Regions from separate parts of the Sus scrofa genome. Here region 2 is linked to region 1. Evidence: chromatin contacts called from public targeted proximity ligation data. All regions are on one chromosome and are shown on one strand. The core of a region is the stretch at or near the end of the contact, and the rest is flanking DNA. Distances in the headings are between cores, read along the strand shown. Region 1 overlaps ITPR2 (inositol 1,4,5-trisphosphate receptor type 2). Region 2 overlaps LOC106509230 (a long non-coding RNA gene).

What was found.
Region 2: a contact with region 1 is called in a targeted proximity ligation map of alveolar macrophages. A contact is called at or near these places in 1 of 47 Hi-C or Micro-C datasets (blood) and 1 of 2 datasets of targeted methods (alveolar macrophages).

What each region holds. Positions count from the first base shown.
Region 1 is chr5:47,322,504-47,325,623 of Sscrofa11.1, reverse strand. All of the region lies in intron 46 of ITPR2 (inositol 1,4,5-trisphosphate receptor type 2), which reads right to left. Among named protein-coding and RNA genes, the nearest start is that of SSPN, 290 kb to the left of the region's middle.
Region 2 is chr5:47,699,206-47,702,767 of Sscrofa11.1, reverse strand. It overlaps LOC106509230 (a long non-coding RNA gene), which reads right to left. Exons shown (of 3, transcript XR_002344069.1): 1 at 484-3,562. Among named protein-coding and RNA genes, the nearest start is that of BHLHE41, 13 kb to the right of the region's middle.

The sequences.
Region 1 (3,120 bases), core at 309-2,808:
AAGCCTATATTTAAAAAACAATTTCCTATATCCAATTAAAGTGATCCATTCTTTCTTGGTTTAAGAGTCAGGAGTTATTTTTGCTTTCCATGGGCTTGCTATCTTAATACGTCTCCGCATCCTGCAAAAGCACATAACATTTCTCTACATACTTCTTAATCCTAGTAGGTATTGAAATAAAAGGGCCTCACATGTTCATTGCAGTATTATTCACAATAGCCAAGATACAGAAACAATGTAAATGTTTGTCCATGGATGAATGGATAAAGGAGATGTGGTATAGATATACTATGGAATCTTAATCAGACATAAGAAAGAAGGAGATCCTTTTGTTTGCAACAACCTGGATGAATGTTGTAGGTTCAGGATGAACCTAAATGAAATAACTCAGAGAGAAAAAGACAATGCCATATGTACCACTTCTATGGGGAATCTAAAAATGATGAACTCGGAGAACCAGAGAGTAGAATGGTGGTTACCAGGGCTTGGGAGGTGGCGGAAAGAGGGAGATATGAGGTCAACGGGTATAAACTTCCAGTTGTAAGATTAACAAATTATCAGGATCTAATGTACAGCTCAGTGACCTTAACTAATGAAATTGTACCATAGGCATGGATGTTACTAAGAGAGTAGATTTTAAATGTTCTCATTGCAAAAGGAAAATGGCAATTATGTGACTGGATTGGAGAGCTAGCTAAGACTATGCTGCCAATCATTTTGTAACATATAAATGTATCAAATAGACATGTTGTACACCTTATACAATATTATGTGTTGATCAAATCTCAATGAAACTGGGGAAGAAAACGAAATGGAATGAAATGAAGAGTCTCAGAAAAATAGAAAATGTTACATGGAATCAAAGAAACAATCGAGTTTCACATAAGTTAAATTGATCCAAAGTACTGAACAATGTTCTAGACTGTCTGCAGAAAGACAGGAATAAAGAGGAGAAGGAAAGTGAAGAAAGCAGAATATAAAAGAGCAAAACTGGAGCAGGGAGAGGAGGTAGAGATGAATGAGAAGAGCATGTGAGACAGAAAGTCTAAAAGGACACATAGCTGCACTGTAAGAAAATGCTCTGCACGACTCTATGCTATTTGAACTTAAGAAATTCCCTTTTTCATGCATTTATAGGTCTATGTAGATCAGACAAGACACTTACAAGAAGCATTATTTGTTTCTTGTAACATCAACCACAGGAAAGGCCAAAAAAGATGTCACGGTGGAAAAAGCAGAACTACCTCCCTACCATGAAAAGAATAACAACAAAAATTGAAAGTCTGAGGGCACCAAAATAAACTGTCTGTACAAAAGATGATAATAGTAAAACAAGGAGGAAGCTGAAGCTCAGTTTTGGAATTACTGAACTGTGCAAAGGCAGAAACCAGTCTGCGTGGTCATCATCATGCGGGAGCCAAACGATTCCACATCGACAACAAAAACAGCAAAATCTGGGTGCAAGCCAGCCCTCGGCACATAGCTACACAACTACTTGGGAAGCAGCGCTTACAACCAGTCTCTGGCATCTGTGCCTCAGTGTGGGAGCTGTCTGGACAACTGGTTCATAGGGAACTCAGCAACCACCGTCGGCCTCCTAAGAAACAAATACCGTATCCAGGACTAGAAAAAGTCAAAGGAGTCACTTGTGGAAAGATCAAAGGGCACAGTGGGCGTGCTTCTGAGTGAAAACTGAATTTTTCATGAAAATTGATGGGGAGGAGCTGCCCCACAGAAAAGACATTTATAAAGCGGCAAGGGAACAACTTCTGGTGTCACGCAAGGAAATGAGCAGACAGTTGCTTAACTCCACTGCTGGTTACAAACACTATTTCACCATTCCCATCCCCTCTTTGAGTTCTTCCAAGGGACTCTTACCACCTCTCATTTCATAGTTACACTCTTACAACTTCAGCACAAGGCATGAAGTGTTCAGCAATTCAGACTCTTCCTCCCCTCACTCAGATTGACATTCTCCCTCTCCCTGAAGTCTGGCTTTAAATTCCTCTGTGTTGTACCATCCCAGCTCTGCAGACTATTGCTTTCCCAACATTTTGGTTCTGGGAAATTCAGAAACCTCTATATATCCATTCAAGCCATATTCACATCTATTGTTTTCTCTCTTCTTTTCCATACGTTGTTTTTATTTTTTTATTTTTTTTGTCTTTTTGTTGTTGTTGTTGCTGTTGTTGTTGTTGTTGTTGTTGCTATTTCTTGGGCCGCTCCCGCGGCATATGGAGGTTCCCAGGCTAGGGGTTGAATCGGAGCCGTAGCCACCGGCCTACGCCAGAGCCACAGCAACGCGGGATCCGAGCCACGTCTGCAACCTACACCACAGCTCACGGCAACGCCGGATCGTTAACCCACTGAGCAAGGGCAGGGACCAAACCCGCAACCTCATGGTTCCTAGTCGGATTCGTTAACCACTGAGCCACGACGGGAACTCCCATACGTTGTTTTTAACCCCGTGTTACCTTTTTAACTTCTGAATTCCCACTCCTTGGACAATTCTACCATCATCTTCAATCTAATCTGTTCTCTCGAAGCACTCCCAGAAACTCAGATCCATGAGGATCACTGACCTTATGTCTTCATTTTTAATTTCTTTCATAGTTTAAATTCTTAATTTTCAATCTAGGGCTAGCTCTTGCATTCTTCATCCTTATTCTCCATTCTTCTCAACATTCATGTTAGCTTTTTTAGAAAATTTGTATTTATTCTCACACTTAATCTGCTTAAAACTGAACTGACTTAACCAACATATTTTCTTGACTTTGACATTTTTTTTTCCTTTAACGGCCTTTCACATACCTGAGACATTTGGAAGTTCCTGGGCCAGAGGTCAAATCATAGCTGCAGATGCTGTCCTACGCCACCGCCATGGCAATACCAGATCCGAGCAGCATCTGTAACCTATGCCTCAGCTTGTGACAACACTGGATCCTTAACCCACTGAGTGAGGCCAGGGATCGAACCCACATCCTCAGAGAGACAACGTTGGGTTCTTAACCCGCTGAACCACATGGGGAATCCTTGACTTTGACATTTTTATTGTTACTCACATTATAACTGGTAACATAAGACTGCATTTTTAAATGTCTTCTTGGAGTTCCCCAGTGG
Region 2 (3,562 bases), core at 83-2,582, 380 kb before region 1:
TGCAGGAGCAGTGTCCTCAGGTGGAACCCGAGGGGGCAGAGAGCAACGTGACACCTTGGACGTGGAGGCTTCCCCATTGCTCCCCTCAGCAAGTGCCAGAGGCCAGCCTCACCAGCAGTAATCAGAGAAGACAAATAGGAGGTATTAAAACAGCAAACTCACAGCTGGATGGCACCGACCTGACCCAGGAGGAACTCCATAGGCTGCCAGCTACATTCCCTCCTGGATTATCTCCTCCAAATTTAGCCCACACTCAGAGTCAGGGGGAAACTCTCTGTGTCAATAACCCACAAAGCATCACATATCAACAGTTGTCTTATGTCTCTAGACAATTTTTTAGGAACTGTGGTATAGCCCTCAGATCTAAAAAAGCATTTATTCTATAAGTGTTTATTGGGTGTCTTTCCTATCCCTGGCAGGGTACTGGACTCCAGGAATACAATGAATGATGAACAGGACTCCTCAACAGAGATCCAGACTCACTGCGCAGACAGGACGGTGGATTTCCATCGATTATCAGTGGCACGAATGGAGGGCCACTTTTCCCTCGGCAACAGTGGGAAGGGAAGCCAGGGTGTGGGAGGAGGCAGGTAGGAAGGGCTGAGAGTTAGGGAGGTGATGCCCAATGTTTTGAATTCTCCTGATGAAGTAGGGGTTTTCCTGAAATGGAGGAGATAAGCAGAGGTCTTAAAGTAAGTGGGAGAGAGGTCTGGGAGAAGAAACCGCAGAAAGAATAACACCAAGTAAACAGTCACAGAAGTGAGGGCCAAGCAATGCTGGAGGTGGTGCCAATTTGAGTAGCAGCAGTGTTGTGGGTGCCCAGGTGTGGGAGACACACCCAGTTAATTACAACACAATGTGAAGAGCCCAAGCGTGACCGGGTAGTTTACTGAGACACTACTGATGTCTGTTCTCATTGCATTTTTCCATTTTCTTTTCTTCTCCTTCAGTAAAGACTCCTACCCAGAAAGTGACAGGCTCAGACACTGACCATTGACAATCTGAGTACGAAGAGCTCCTTTCCCTGTTATTCTGGCACCCCAGGTTCTTGCGAAATCCTGAGGAGGGTGGACGTGGGACAGCCCACGACTGAAGTCATTTCCCATCAGCCCTTGGGGAGGTGGCTTGAAGTTAGACTAAATGAGAGAAATAAGGACATCATTTCTTGCACACACGTTTGTGGAGTGAGGTTTGAAACAGCCAAGTGGAGATTTAAAGAAAGGGCTAAGAACATAAAGCAAAGGAGTGAACATGTAGTTCAGTGCAATTAGGGCAGTCTGTCGACACCCATCATCTGGCTGAGGGCAATAGGAGAAGGGTAAAAGGAAGTGAAACTAGGAGGGAAGCTTAAGCTTTCATGCCTTCATGTGATGGGTTGTCCCCGACTATTCTTTAGTGCACTATTGGTGTTTAAAAAGCTAACTGAGCCAGCAGAGTGGCCAGTGTATGGGGAAAGAAAGTCTGGACAAAGGCCATTGAGCAGGTTCTTGCAATAATCCAGGTGAGAGATGATAAAGCTTGGAACTGGAACAATGATTGTGGGAACGGAGAACAGAGCTTGGATTTCAACAGTTGTTTATTGAGTGCTTACTGTGTGCCAGGCATTGTGCTAGGTGCTGAGCATACACTGATAAATAGATATAGGCTTTTGCCTTGAAGAAGTTCACTGACCAAGGTATAAGGGTTATCACATCTGGAGAGCCAGTGAAGTGCAGAAGCACCTGGGACTTTCCAACCCTTGTGAGATGCGATGTGTATTCCATCATGGGTTGAATTCAGAGGGTCCCACACATTTCCACCCAGGTTCAGTTGCCATCTGAAAGCTGAGATGCAATCTTTTTGGAAACTTACTTCTTCTACAGGGTTACTGCAGCTTTTTCTTACTATCTCAGGGGATGGGGAAATTATCAGACTAATTTTAATTCTCAAAGAAGTTATTTCAGTTAAGTGAACAATTTCTTTTAACATAATCTGTAATCATTTGGACTAAGGTGAAATTGATATTAACTCTATTGTTATGGGAATTCTATTAATGCTTAAATACCATATCTATGATTTAATTGCAACAATAAAATTCAATCAGCTTCCAAATCATTCTGAATCTTTTTCCATTTGCAGGTACCAGATGTTAACTGCCTTTGACTTCTTACCCCTTGTTGATATCTCTGTGTTACACAGTGCCTGGAAAACAGCAGGTGCTTACCCAGTGTTGAGGAAGTTAAAACATGGAAGGGGATGCTCTGAGAGGCCGTGTTCTGTTGTCTTTGGTAAGGTAATCAAGCTGAAATGCTTGCCAGGAATGTTCATTCATTCATTCAGCAAATATTTATTGGGGATCAATACCTGTTTATTTTTAAAAGGCAAATATATAAATATTTATTTATTGCAAGTTACCATTCTTGGCATTAGACAAACAGCAATGAGCAAAACAAAGTCCCTGTTCCTCCTAACAAGAGAGATAAGCAGTAAACAAATTATTTGTATGTCTGTGTATTCATATACATCAGTATACACAGAAGATGTTAAGGGTGATACTTGCTACAGGAAAAAAAAACAGAGCGAAAATAAAGAATGATGGATGGGTGGCATTTTATATATTGCCTTCGGGTTGCTCAGGGAGGGCCTCTCTGAAGAAGTGGCATTTGAGCAGAGATCTAAAAAAAAGGTGGGGTGTGACTGGAATCAGCTATCCCCCATCTGGGGGCTGCATGTCACAAGCAGATGGATAAACAAGTGCAAATATTCTGGGAAAGGATCAAGCTTGTCTGGTTGGAAGAGCAGCAGGGAGGCTAGTATGGCTCCAGAGAAGTGAGGGAAGGGAGAGAGGAAGACAGGAAGGGATGGGAACAGATGCCTTTTTTCTGACATCTTCATAAGCACCAACTGAAAAAAAAAAAAAATTTAGGGCAGAGGGATATGATTGCTGTTGTCATAATTAATAACTAGTTGGCAAATATCTGAGAACTTGTGAGGCTTTATTGAAGTTTTGAGCACCACGACGGCTGATGAATTAGTCTGTATGGGTCACTTGTTGTATCCCCCATGTCTGGTCCATAATAAGAGCTCAATATATGTTTGTTGAGCGAATGTTTGAAATCTATCTTTGCTTTTTCAACTTTCAGAGTATTTTTAATAACTAAGCTGTCTGGTGCAAACAGTCTGGGTCATAGGGGAGTGTTACTCAAACTCAACCCATAAGACCTTATGCATATACATCATTACAAGGCAAACAACAAACAATGAATTCCTTTTGTGCTTTGTGAATGTCTGTTAGCTTACAGCAGTCTGTCTCCAGGGTGGCACTCGCTGTGCCCTTTACACTGGAGAGTTTACAACCACTCTAAGATGTCTTAGCAAATACTGGCACCTGACTTGTCCAAATGTTACTGGCAACGCTTTCCATCACATGACCAAAACCACATTTGCAGGGGGTATTCGTGCTTCCTTACCTTTGTAATACTGCATCGTGTACTCGGTCATCTAAAGGGAAGAGACAAATCCAAATTCCTCCAAAAACAGTTATTCATTTTAGATCCTTTATAAACATGCACGTTTCCAGACG